Regions from separate parts of the Mus musculus genome. Here region 2 is linked to region 1. The links are chromatin contacts, called in public HiChIP or PLAC-seq maps. All regions are on one chromosome and are shown on one strand. The core of a region is the stretch at or near the end of the contact, and the rest is flanking DNA. Distances in the headings are between cores, read along the strand shown.

Region 1 (6,929 bases), core at 1,629-4,128:
GGGGCCCTGATTCTCAGGTCTTTAGCTGCCTGCCAACCTCTGTCTAGCTGTCCCCCACTCACTGAGCCGTGCCCCCAGATCCCGCCTCTCCCTTTGGTAGCCCTCACATTCTTAGTGACATTTGTGTCCCCATGTGTGCCACTGGGCTCAGGGTGCGCTCAAGTGATGTAGGATCTCCTATTCAAACTGTCTAGGGGTAAGTGGAAATAAATATGGTTAAAAACACGAAAGAGAGACATTGTAAGTGGGCTGGAGAGACGGCTCAGTGGATGAGCACACTGGCTTTCTTCCAGAGGACTCAGGTTCTATACGCAGCACCCACGTGGTAGCTCACAGCCGTCTGTAATTCCAGCTCTAGAGTGCACAAACTATCTACATGCAGGCAACACCCACACACATTAAACAAAAATAAGAATATATATATATTTTTTTAAAGTACTCTTTTTTTACTTTATTTATGAAGACACTGTTGCTGTCTTCAGACACACCAGAAGAGGGAATCAGATCTCATGATAGATGGTTGTGAGCCACCATGTATGTGGTTGCTGGGATTTGAACTCAGGACCTTCGGAAGAGCAGTCAGTGCTCTTAACCATAGAGCCATTTCTCCAGCCCCAAGAAAATATTTTTTTAAAAGATTTATTTATTCATTATATGTAAGTACACTGTAGCTGTCTTCAGACACTCCAGAAGATGGGGCATCAGATCCCACTGTAGAACCACAATGTGGTTGCTGGGAATTGAACTCAGAATCTGTTGTAAGAGCAGCCAGTGCTCTCAACCTCTGAGCTATCTCTCCAGCCCTAGATGTTTCTTAATTAGATATTTCTGTAAAGACCACCTCCCAACCCCTGCCATGAGCCACCATGCACAGGTTCTGGGTTACTGGGTAGTTAGAGCATGTGTAATCGCACCCCTTATAATGCCTAACTTTTGGGGAGTCCTGAGTGGCATCCAGGTGGGGCCATAGGCAGCCGACACCTAAAAGATGGCCCCGTCTCCAGTACACCGTTGCTGTAAACAATACCACTGAGCAGGTGCTAGCCCGAATCTGGTGCTAACCCCTCCCGAGCAGGTGCATGCAAATTAAGGTGCCGGCAGACTGACCAATCCCAGGAGGACACATAAGCCCTCCCCAGTGCTGGGGTGTATATAAGCAGTCCTCCCTGGGTGCCTGGGGTTCCCGTAGCATCAAGGCGTTCCCGCAATAAAGCTGTTGAGAAGAATCAGACCGTGTTGCGTTTTCCTTGCCAGACGAGGTGGGTGCGACAGGGCCATGGTACCCCCCTCACACACTTGCTCTTGTTGCCAACTGTCTAAAGTAAGAGGGGTACCCAGTCACCGGTCCACAGAGATGCCAGGATGTTTATCTACTAATTACCTGCTGGCTCTCACCTCTGTTGTCTAAATTGAAACTCCATAGTTTAGTAATGTCTCATGGTAACCTAGGCTGGCCTTGAACATGGAATAAGCCTCCTGTTTTAGCTACACAAGTGTTGGAATGACAGATGTGAGTAGTCACGCCCACTCAATGTCCTGTCCTGTGCTGGTTTTTTGTTGTTGTTGTTGTTGTTGTTGTTTTTTTTAGACAGGGTTTCTCCGTATAGCCCTGGCTGTCCTGGAACTCGCTCTGTAGACCAGGCTGGCCTTGAACTCAGAAATCCTTCTGCCTCTGTCTCCTGAGTGCTGGGATTAAAGGCGTGTACCACCACTGCCTGGCCTCTCCTGTTTTTTGTTTGTTTTGCTTTGTTGTTGTTGCTGGTTGGTCGTTGGAAATTTTTGAGACTGTGTCTCAGGATATGGGACTATCTAGGACTATCTAGACTATCTCTGACTATCCTAGGACTTGATCTGTAGATCAGGCTGTGCTTGAACTCATAGAGATCTGCCTGCCTCTTCCTCTCAAGTGCTGAAATCAAAGGCTGCATGCACCACCATGCCTTTAAAGCCCAGTTTCCAGGTTGTTTTACCTGAGGCCTGGGGATTTGAACTTAGACCTTTAAACTTGAACGACAAATGTTTATTCGCTGAGCTATCTCCTAGGCTAAAGCCCTTGTCATATCTTATTTAGCTCCAGACTTCAGGGTTATAGAGGGTTTATTCTTTTATGTATACTTTACTGGATTGCCTTTTAGTACTTACACTAGCCATGCAGTTATCTAAAAAAATCTGGGTTTATATATGGGTTATTTCTTTGGCTTTTGAGACAATCTTATGTAGCCTCTCTTTATCCTGATCATCTTCCAATTTTTGAGTGCTGGGATTATTACAGGTGTGAGCCACTACATTCAGCGGAAAAACGAAATATTTTTTAAAAAGGAAATCTGCAATAAAAATGGAAACCAGAGGAGAAAGGCCGTGTGTTGGATACACTGACTGCTCCGTTGTGGTTTGGGAAAGGCTCTGGAGAATGAACTTTGGTATTCTTTATTACTGCGAGTGTTATTGCACTAGCTCAGGTCCTTGCTGACAGGATATTTCTCTAGCCTCCACTCTGGTCTCGGCGGTCATTGACTGGAAGACCAAGCCAAGACCCAGTCAAAACTTGCGGCCCTCGGGATGGAGCGGTGGTGCTGCTACGGCTGGTGGGAGGTGGAGGTCCCCGAAGGGTGACTAGGGGTGTAGAGGACAGGAAGCGGTTTTGCAGCTGGAATCAGCGGAAGGAACGTGACACACGGTCGGCCCCACCCTCTGGGAGGAAGAGAGGACCGGGGTCCCAGCTCCCTTCCCCTCCAAGTCGCCCCTCCAGGCTCTGCGCGGCCGCCGGCCACGCCCCTACCAGGCCACGCCCCCGAACTCTGGCGCTGGCCGCGGTGCTGAAACGCGTTTCGCAGAGCGGGCCGGGCGTGGCCTGTGAGGGCAAGCAGGAGGGGCGGGCAAAGCGGAGGCGCAGGCCCAGACCCTGGCCGACCTAGAGGAGGCGGCAGACTCGAGCCCATCCTGGTCAGAACGGGCACATTCATCTGGGAAGCATCTCTTGCGAAGACAAGGTTGACCTTGGCCTGCTGCACTCCCAACCTACTGGGGGGAATGTTTGCATGGCTCCCTGACCTCAGGCTGCTCCTCACACCAGGCTGAGGACTGACCCACGACTTCTGCTCCCTAGAGCTGTAGACCTGCACCCAGCCAGTGTCCCCGTCCTAGTCCAGCGGCCTTCGCCATGGTGAAGTTGCTGCCAGCCCAGGAGGCCGCCAAGATCTACCACACCAACTATGTGCGAAACTCGCGCGCTGTGGGAGTGATGTGGGGCACGCTCACTATCTGTTTCTCGGTGCTGGTCATGGCCCTCTTTATCCAGCCCTACTGGATAGGCGACAGTGTTAGCACACCACAGGCTGGTTACTTTGGCTTGTTCTCCTACTGCGTGGGCAACGTGCTGTCGTCGGAACTCATCTGCAAGGGGGGCCCTCTGGACTTCTCCTCCATCCCCTCCAGAGCCTTCAAGACTGCCATGTTCTTTGTGGCCTTGGCCATGTTCCTTATCATCGGCTCCATCATCTGCTTCAGCCTGTTCTTCGTCTGTAATACAGCCACGGTCTACAAGATTTGCGCCTGGATGCAGCTGGCTGCTGGTGAGCAGGGTTGCTGGGGTGTGGTGTGTGTGAGGGGGGATACTCAGGGTACAGCCATGGCTTTCCCATGAAGGGAAAGCTCTGAGCCTTCTCTTACTCAGTGTTCCACAAAAGATTCGGAATAGGGGCTCACACTATACTCAGAGTAGAGGCCAAGGCTATAGCAGACCAAATTATAGGTGGGAGCCATGAGACAAGAGGAGGGCTGTGAGTTCCAGGCCAGCCTGGGCTATATTGTGAGACCCTGTCTTGAGGAGAATCTGAGATTCTAAGAAAGAATGAGTCAGGGACTAGGAGATAGCTCAGCTGGTAAAGGTGCTTGCCACCAAGTCTGATAGCTTGAGTTCAGCATCCAGGACCCACATTCCATAAAGAACAGAGTCTGTCCAGTTGTTTATCTGATCTCCATGCGGCATGTGCCCATGAGCTCATACGTCACGTCACACACTCATGTACACACACAACTAAAAGTAAAAGAAAAGGGGGTATTCATAGGCAGAATGGATGCAGACTGTTGGGGTCCTCGCTGTAGAGCCCATGAGCCAGAGAGAAGTGACTTGGAGGGGGCACATAGCTCTGGGTGGATGCAGCCAGGTGTACCAACAACCAGAACACCGCACCACAGGCTTGCACACTCAGAGGGAAGAGGAAGGCTATTGCCACATGGCCTAGGATCCAACCCCAGGGCTATGGTGATGACTGTTCCCAGATCTCTGGCCTCACTCCCTGCCTCTTCCTCAGTTCCAACTGCTCTCGTGGAAGAGTCCGGGGTTTGGGGGTGCTGCTGTTACACTGTATCAGGTAGGCAGCTGCTTATGGGGTCCCAAGGCAAGGCATCTCCTGCCTGCTTTCCTGCTCCAGGCTCAGGTGGCCCTTTTGGTCCTTGGGACAGCTGATCTTGGTCTCCATTGGAGCTCAGGAAGAGACTGCCTAACACCTGTCAGCAGCCTTTGGTTTCTTAGTCCCTGACCTCCTACAGATGTCCATCAACAGCGGTGGGACTGGAGACAGGAGATCAACTGTCTAGACATCGTTGGGTAATGTAGCATTACCTTGGTGGGGGTCAGAGGGTGGTGACTAACAGGTGTCTGACTCTCAGGCAGGCAGAGCTGGAGGGGACCCCAGCTGTGGATGAGGAATTGGACTGACTGAGGGTAAGAGAATACCAGCTGGCAGATCAGAGCCTGGGACAATTAAGAGGTCCCTCCCACCCCCCCAAATTAGATGCAGTCCAAGAGCATTTTTATTGAGACCCATACTTTATAAGCATGATTCACAAAATATTTCATTTTCTGATGAAGCCTCATCACAACCCAGTAGTGAGGGTTCCTGCATTTGCAAAGTCCTGGTTCAGACGCTTTGGTGAGCAGTTAGCAAGCAAAGGCAGACCCGATTCTCAGTCTGACACCCCGGCCACTCACCTGGCCTGAGTTCCTCCCCAGAGGTCTGTTTCCAAGCCTTAGTGGGCAGGAGGGGACAACAGGCCATGATGATCATATCAGGAAGAGGCAGTGGAGATTGAGTCCAAAGAGTAGTGAGATGGCTGTGCTTGCCAGCTGTTCTTCCACCGCAGGGCTCGGGATGATGTGGAGACACACCATCCTTTCTTAGAGCTTTCTGCCCACCTCCAGCATCATCCAATAGGTGTGCTTGCTGAGCAGGCAATAGAAATGAGACCTGGGTGGAGGAACACCAGGCCATTTGAGCCAGACGCTATCTGGGTCACAGAGCCGGTAGCAGAGATGGCTAAGTGCCATCCCATGAAGCATTTATGTGGAGCAAAGAAAAAGGTGGTGCCATGTTCCACTCTGTGTCAGGGAGGAGAGGGCTGAACAGGTGTTTCTCATAGCCATCAACTGGGGGATTCATGTGTCAGCTCAAAAATTTCCACAAAGCCAGAGGATGGGGGTAGGAGAAGAGAACTGATGCCCCTGCAAAGGTGGCGGCACTCAGATGGAGCTCAGGGTGCAGGCTGAGCATGGGCTCAGTTGTTTTCCCTGAGTCTTGGTAACCTCCTGCCTTAGTGAGACTGTATTATTATCCAAATTCCCATACATGAAGGAGCCTAGACAACAGGCATTTCTTCATCTCTCATGGCTCTGGAGCCTGTGTAAGTGCGGTCAGGTGTTGGTACAGTGTGTTGTCAGTGAGGTCATCTTCCAGGCACAGGCTGCTGACTTCTTGTTCTGCCCACAAAAGATGGAAAAGGCAAGAAGTCTCTCCAGGTTCCCTTCTGTAAGTGTGCTAATCCTGTGTACGTGGGCTCCATCTCCTGAGCTAATTACTTCCTGTCTTAGTTAGGGTTTACTGCTGTGAACAGGCACTATGACCAAGGCAACTCTTATAAGGATACTATTTAATTGAGGTTGGCTTACAGGTTTAGAGGTTCAGTCCATTATCATCAGGGCGGGAGCATGGCAACATCCAGGCAGGCATGGTGCAGGAGGAGCTGAGAGTTCTACATCTTTATCTGAAGGATTATAGGAGAAGACTGGCTTCCAGGCAGCTAGGATGAGGGTCTTAAAGCCCACATCCATAGTGACACATGTCCTCCAACAAGACCACACCCACTCCAATTAAGGCCACACTCACTCCAACAAGGCCATACCTCCAAATAGTGCCACTCCCTGGGCCAGGCATATTCAAACAAACCAGCACTCTTCCCAAAGCCCCGCCTTCTGACACCATCACTCTAAGGGCTAAAACTTGAGCATACAGCTTTTGGGGGATTCAAATCATTCAGCACAATACATATCATCTGTAGCATGTAGTACCCCATTCCTCGGGGAACCTGTGAGGAGGGGATGGTACTCTGCATGAAAAATATCGTATAAGTACTTGACAAACATGGGACCCACAGGCAGGGAGAAACAAGAACTTGGAACTGCAGTGACCCGAAGCACAGCTCACTCGTTCTCCTTTTGTGCCCTCTGGCATCACTGAGGCCTCTGCTTCCCCCAGTCTGGGTTGTTTTTGCTGTCATTACTGCAGAGGGAAAGAGCGTGGAAGGTTCCTGAGGAAAGTGAGAAGCTGGGGGTTGGACTGGGCCCTGTGTTCATTAGGTCAAAGGTCCTGAATCGTAGCGTGTGCTGCGATGATGCTGGTCAGAACTACCACCTGCCTCCCACACTCCACGTTATCTCAGAGGTGGAGGGTGAGCAATTGTCTCTCAGAAGAGATGCATCTTGGGTGGGATCAGATGCTGGAAGGCTCTGGAGCTACAGTGGGCAGTGCTTTGCTGAGTCCGTCCAGGGTGGGACTGGGAGAAGCACGGGAGGCCATTGCCTCTGCCTCTGTCCTGACTGCTGGATCTCAGTGCTCTAGCTTTGTGAGTTTCAGTTTTCCCACTTGCATCTT
Region 2 (6,929 bases), core at 2,245-4,744, 47 kb after region 1:
AAAGTCAGACCTGCCTTACTCACAAGACCACACTATGGAAGGCCTTCCTAACAACCGCATGGGAACCTACACCTTTGTCAGAAAAATAGCAAATAAGTTGTCAGGAATGCAGTCAGGAACAGAGTCAAGATGGGGCTTCTGACACAATTTTTCTTTTTTGTTTGGTTTTTTTAAAAGGGTTTCTCTGTGTAGCCTTTGCTGTCCAGGAACTCACTCTGTAGACCAGTGTCTTAGTCAGGGTTTCTATTCCTGCACAAACATTGTGACTAAGAAGCAGTTGGGGAGGAAAGGGTTTATTCAGCTTACAACTCCACATTGCTGTTCATCACCAAAGGAAGTCAGGACTGGAACTCAGGCAGGTCAGGAAGCAGGAGCTGATGCAGAGACCATGGAGGGATGTTCTTTACTGGCTTGCTTCCCCTGGCTTGCTCAGCTTGCTTTCTTTAGAACCAATACTACCAGCCCAGAGATGGTCCCACCCACAAGGGGCCTTTCCCCCTTGATCACTAATTGAGAAAATGCCTTCCAGCTGGATCTCTTGGAGGCATTTCCCCAACTGATGCTCCTTTCTCTGTGATAACTCCAGCGGTGTCAAGTTGACACAAAACTAGCCAGTACAACCAGGTTGGCCTCAAACTCAAAAATCCACCTGCCTCTGCCTCTCAAGGGCTGGGATTAAAGGTGTGTGCCACCACTGCCCGGCTTCTGGCACAAAACTCTTAACAAATTAATTAATCAGAAAATTCAACTACTTGAAAAGCGGTTGGAGAAACGAGGGGGAAGTAAAATTATATTCAGTAAAATAAGGGTAAGAACAGAAATAACTAAGAACACAGACAACTCTAAGCTACCTGCAGTAGTGAGCAGAAGAGTACCTAACACTAAGGACGTTTGTCTGCTTTTAAAACAAGTATATGCAGGCAGGTGAGATGGCTCGGTAGGTCTGGGCTCTTGCTACCAGGCTTGAGGCACCAAGTTCAATGCCTGGAACCTACACGGGGAAGGACAGAGCTAACTTCTAAATGTTGATCTCTGACATATACATTCACATGCACAGTGTATGTTCACCCTAGACCATATGAAGCATTGAATATCTGCTAAGTATGTGACATCTACACATATTCACCTGCCACACAACAGTCCGATTCACCCTAATATCTAAATAAGATTCCATGTCTTACATCAGACAGACCAAAATACAGGTGATTAGCCAGCTGAGCGTGATAGCACAAGACCAGTAATCGTGTCACTGTGGAGGCTGAGGCAGGAAGATCACCCCAAGCTCAAGACCAGCGTAGGCTACATAGTGAGACTCTTATCAAAACCCTTTTAACCAAGTGTGACGGTGCAGGCCTTCAATCCCAGCACTCCAGAGACAGAGGCAGGCAGATCTCTAGTCCACAGAGGGCGTTCCAGGAGAGCCAGGGCTACATGGAGAAAAACCAAAATTAAAATAAGAGGGGAAAAAAACCCTTTTAAGTGTTATTAATAAAACCATTTCCTCCTTCCATCAGAAAATGTAAAACACTCATATGGCTTCCCCACGGAGTGCTGAAATCCCAGCTGCTGCTAGGACAGCTCTGCCGTTTCTATCAACCATTCAACAGAGGATTCAAACCGAGTTCTAGACATCCCTAAATGGATAACCATCCCAGGAACCTGCGCACTCTCACACCTGCCCACACCTCAGCGCTCACTCACACACACTAGAAAATGGAGAAGAGGAGAAGTCGGCACTTTATCAAAGAAGTCACTGCACGGCCTCCCCCAAAAAACTTCAGGGAGTCTCCTAAGCAACACCACCCACTCCACCCCGGTACAGTCGCGCAGCAGGGTGACCTAGGAAGACTTCTAATGTGTGGCAGAGCAGTGCAGACCCAGCTTGATAATACAAAACACCAAATAAATGGGAAAACACAGAAAACAGTTCCTCTGAAACAGAGTGCTAAGCAGAGAACTCTCTAAGTCCACCCGGAGGAACCTCTGCAACTAAATGTTAGTACAAGATCCTTCGTAAAGCTAACTTCTAAGCTCACAATGGCAGTGAGCCTGCAGTGGTGGCACATGCCCCTTAATCCCAGGATTCTCAGAGCCAAAAACAAGAGGATAAATTCAAGGCCAACCTGGTCTACATAGGGAGTTCCAGGTCAGCCAAGGCTATCTCAAAAAACAAAGACGTTGGTGGGAATGGTAGCAGCTAAGCTCACTTGAATAAGCCTCCACCCAGCGTTTCTATCAGACTGTGCCCTCTTTTGTGCACACACACCCCCAACACCACTAAACCACTATTACACATCAAATCGGGCAAGTGTAGCACTAGGCCCACCAAGCCGGAATCACCCAACCGGCACCAGCAATTTGACTCTGGACATTACTCCGACGTTACTGCTCTGAGGACCTGATAGTACGGCCCGCCGGTAATGCATAACTTAGCCGGCACACCGAGTGGACAGCAACGCCACAGAGTCTCCCAGACTTAGGAAGCAGAGTAATCAGGCGCGAGGAAGACTCCCGGCCGTCCTCCTCTACCCAAGCGAGCGTGTGGTTGGCAGGGCCAAGGGTAAACAGGGAAAATTCATTCAACAATTTCCCGATGGCGTAGCGTGCGGACAGACGTAGGAGGCAAGTTAAGACGCTGCGGAGCACGGAAGGAAGAGCAGAGTTCACAGACAGGCAGGTAATGATTGCCAGCTCCGGCTGCCGGGCCACACCTGGGCCTCCTCGATGGAGTTGGCGAGTGGTGCCGGGCAGGCTCCGGGTCTTTCCAGCAGACCCGAGCCTGGAGACCCAGCTACCTTCCACATGATTCCCGGAGGGCGAATCACACAGCGGCCCAGTAACCATGTGGCGGGGAGGGGTTGGGGGGGAACCGCCCGAAGCGCACAACCCGGTAGGGGGAGGAGGTCCCCGAGGAAACGCAAAGGGCGGGATGTTGGGGTACAAGACTCACTTCCTTTGGGCTTTGTCCTTCTTGGCCTTGGTCCTTTTCTTTCGGGCCTGGAGCGCGAGCACTGCGGGAGAGAGGGATGGATGAAGGGCCGATGTAAGTGGGAGGCGGGGAGCGGCGCGAGCACGCAGGGCGACCGGGCCTGAGGCTGCGGGCCGAGCGCGGGGCGGGCTGCTCGGGGTGCACAGCGGCTGCCAGGCCCGGCGCGCCCAAAGAGGCTCGGGCCGGCCATGAGGCCTCGCCGCCCCGGCCTGGGGGCTGCGGAGCGAGGGGCGGGGACGGCGGGCGCCGGAGGACGCCGCAGCCGAGGGGCGAGAGGCAAGAGTGACGCCGCTTCAGGGGGCCGCGACAGTGGCCAGAGAGGCGCCTGGCGCCCAGTCGGGGACCGCCGTGGCTCCTCGTGGCGGAGGCCGCTCCGCCGCTCACCTTTCCGCTCCATGGCGAGACCGGTAACCGCCAGGCGCCTGCGCACTCGAGTGACGCCGACTCGGGCTCCCGCCGCGGCCCAAATCCCAGCTCTTCCTCCCGGCGCGCGCCGGCCCCGCCTCCGGGCCCGCCCGACCACGCCCCACACGGCGTCGCGCGCCTGCGTGGTGAACACAGAGCCTACCACCTGCTCCGGGGTGTACGAGAGTGGAGGGCAAGGGACCGAGGGATCCTGAATGGGAAGCTGGTTTTAGTGTCCCGCCATAAAGCGCGCGGCTTGAAGTTCTTACCTCCTGAGGAAAGGCAGGGCTCCGCAGTCAGTCGGGATTTGCCTCAGTTTCCCCGGCCTGCAAAACTGCTTAACCCAAACATATCCCAGTTCCTGTCTGAGCTGTTGTAAGGGCCAATTAAGACATTAAAGAAAATGGGAAATTAAATTGTATGTGGATACACACAGAACAAAGGCTGGAAGGAGGGAACGTGTGCCTCTGTCCTCTTCTAAAGATAAAACCTTGGGCCAGCAGCCCATGCCTTTAATCCCAGCACTCCAGAAGCAGGTGTATCTTTATGAGTTCCAGGCCAGCAAGGCATATATAATGAGATCCTGACCCAAAATAAATCAATAAGAACTGGATGGGGGGGCGGTATGGGGGACTTTTGGGATAGCATTGGAAATGTAACTGAGGAAAATACGTAATAAAAAAATATTAAAAAAAAAAAAAAGAACTGGATCAGAAGCTGGGCAGTGGTGGTGCACGCCTTTAATCCCAGCACTTGGAAAGCAGAGGCAGGCAGATTTCTGAGTTCGAGGCCAGCCTGGTCTACAGAGTGAGTTCCAAGACAGCCAGGGCTACACAGAGACACCCTGTCTCGAAAAACCAAAAAAGAAAAAAGAAAAAAAGAAAAGAACTGGACCAGAAGACAGCTCAGCAAGTAAAGGTGCCTTAAGGACCTGAATTCAAATCCAAATAGGGCCAATTCCCACAGGTCTCTCTCTGACTTGCACACAGGACCCATGGCACATGCAACAACCCCTCACCCATAAGTAAGCTAAACAATTATTTTAAGTAAAAGCAAACACTTCTAAAGGGAATTTTCTAGCTGCAAGTTGAAAGCCTTAAAGGAAGGGTGTGAATGGGAATTCTGTTTTCTCCTTGAAGAACTCTCTTCATCGTAGGACTTACCGGGTGTTTCCATACTGTCAAGTGCATGATCTTATTAGATGCTGATGTCAACTTCAGGCCAAGGTAGTTATTATCCCCATTACAGAAAGATGAGAACGTGGAAAGGATTGTGTGCTCAGAATCTTGCTGTCCCAACCCAATGATTCAGGCATCAAAACTCCTATAGTAAAGTAGAATCAGCAGGCATTTATGAGAGAGATGGGGGAGGAACATGAGGCTCTCTAGACCCCAGTATTTCTTCCAAAACATAGACTGTGGGTACTGCTGTGGAGATTTATAGTAGGCACTGAAATTCGCAATTGGAATTGTATACTTTTCATGTGTTTCAGAACTCTCCTTTAGATCTTTTTTGTGATTTTCTTTTTGTTGTTTTGTTTGTCTGTTTGGGGGGTTTTTGGTTTGTTTTGTTTTGTTTTTGTTTTGAGACAGGGTTTCTCTGTGTAGTCCTGGCTGTCCTAGAACTCACTCTGTAGACCAGGCTGGCCTGGAACTCAGAAATCGGCCTGCCTCTGCCTCCTAAGTGCTGGGATTAAAGGCGTGCGCTACCAACACCCGGCTCCACTGAAGCCTTTTCAAGTGGCGTGCATATGTCTATATTCCAGCTGGCTAGGGTAGGGGCTCAAAAACCCAGCTCTATAAGAAGTGGGACTTGGGGGCTGGTGAGATGGCTCAGCAGGTAAGATGTCTCTAAGAGCACCCAACTGCTCTTCTGAAGGTCCTGAGTTCAAATCCCAACAACCACATTGTGGCTCACATCCATCCGTAAGGAGATCCGACTCCCTCTTCTGGAGTGTCTGAAGACAGCTACAGTGTACTTACATAAAATAAATAAATAAATCTTTTAAAAAAAAGAAGAAGAAGAAGAAGAAGTGGGACTTGGGCTGGGGAGTTGGCTCAGTGCGTAAAGTTCTAGCCTGGCATTTGGATCCCCAGAACCCATATAACTGCTGTGTAGGCGAGGTGGCGTGCTGGAGACAAAGGATCTTGGAGCAAGCTGGCTAAATGAGCTGGCAAGCTCCTGGTTCAGTGAGAGACCCTACCTCAATGATCTAGAGAATGCTTAAGGAAGATGTCCAGTGTAAAAGCTCAGGCCTTCGCCGGCACAGGCACAGAGACACACTGTGCTTGCACACACAAGGGAACACATACATGCAAAACGGAGGAAGAGGAGGAGGTTGGAGGGAAGACAGGTCAGTAATCAATTGGTTGGGAAAGGAGGGTGAGCACACAGGAGCACAGACCAAGCCTGGGGGCCCAGGCACAACCTCCTTAGCAAAGCAGGAAAATCTGTCCCAGCAAGGAGGAGGCCACCACACTTGGTTTGATGTAGGTGTTGAGAAATGTGTAGGATTTTCATAGGTGGGGAAGGAGATGTCAAGCATTCCTGAAAGAAAAAATCAATTGAGCAAAAGGGCCCAGGTTGGAAAACTGTGGGTGGAGACTGGGGCCAAGAGTGACTGCGAGTATGAAGTAGGCAGGGGTGGGAGGATGGGTTTGCTAAGTTGGAGATTCAGATCACAGCATCTGCTGTACAGAACCTGAATGATGGCATTGCTGGGTTTATTGTGAAAGAGGCAGGCACTTGTTAGCCAAAGAAAACTGCTTTCTACTTTAAACTTGGGACTCAACGGGTAATAGGATCAGAAAACACCTGATGTCCTAGAGTATGAGACTGTGCTAGCCTGGGGAACTCACCCCTGGCTGGGGGGAGCCAATGAAATTCTGAGTAACTGTGTTGTTGACATGGGTCCAGCCATATCAAAGGGTTCTGATGTCTCAGACCTATGGAAACAGCAAAGCCTTCCCCAGATGGGGTTTTTAAAGGGATGGCAAAGGTATACACATGCACACATGCTCGAGTGCACGCGCGCGCGCGCGCGCGCACGCACACGCACACACACACACACACACACACACACACATTACACGTTCCAATTTTACTATAGTTACATCAGAAAAGAAACAGTCAACTTGCTGTGACTCAGCCTTCCCTTCCTCTGGTCGTACAAGTGTGCTGGATTGACCAGTGTCTGGAACAACAGAAAGCCACAAGGTGGTATCACCTTGAACCACAGCTTCCTCCGCCCCAGTGTTTATACCCCAAGACTGCTCCCTTACAGAGCTCTTCCCTGAGACTAGCTAACTAACCCTGGCTGTTCAAAATTAGCACTCTTTGTTTTCAGTTGCATAGTAGATGCCTTCCATCCTAATGAACACAGCCTGCCTGATCCCAGTTTTTCTTTGTGTGGGTGCCTGTCATTTCTTCATTGCTAAGTCACCCCAGTCAGGTTTTCAGGATCAAGCCAATCCCTAGAGTGGGTGGGTAAAATGATGACCAGGGGGCTAGAAAGATGGCTCAGAGGTTAAGGGCC

Evidence for each region. HiChIP or PLAC-seq counts read pairs in DNA pulled down with a chosen protein or histone mark.
Region 2: a contact with region 1 is called in an H3K27ac HiChIP or PLAC-seq map of embryonic stem cells, with 9 read pairs. The contact joins the promoter of Srpk1 here to the promoter of Lhfpl5 in region 1. A contact is called at or near these places in 3 of 484 Hi-C or Micro-C datasets (2-cell embryo, embryonic fibroblasts and stem cell-derived epiblast-like cells), 5 of 115 datasets of contacts at active chromatin or transcription factors (CD8 T cells, the HPC-7 cell line, embryonic stem cells and 1 more) and 3 of 9 other capture datasets (adipose tissue, liver and pancreatic islet).

What each region holds. Positions count from the first base shown.
Region 1 is chr17:28,572,841-28,579,769 of GRCm38.p6, forward strand. Lhfpl5 (lipoma HMGIC fusion partner-like 5) reads left to right here and starts at 2,879. Exons shown (of 4, transcript NM_026571.2): 1 at 2,879-3,572. The coding sequence starts at 3,161.
Region 2 is chr17:28,619,027-28,625,955 of GRCm38.p6, forward strand. It overlaps Srpk1 (serine/arginine-rich protein specific kinase 1), which reads right to left and starts at 3,495. Exons shown (of 16, transcript NM_016795.4): 1 at 3,374-3,495; 2 at 2,951-3,011. The coding sequence starts at 3,386.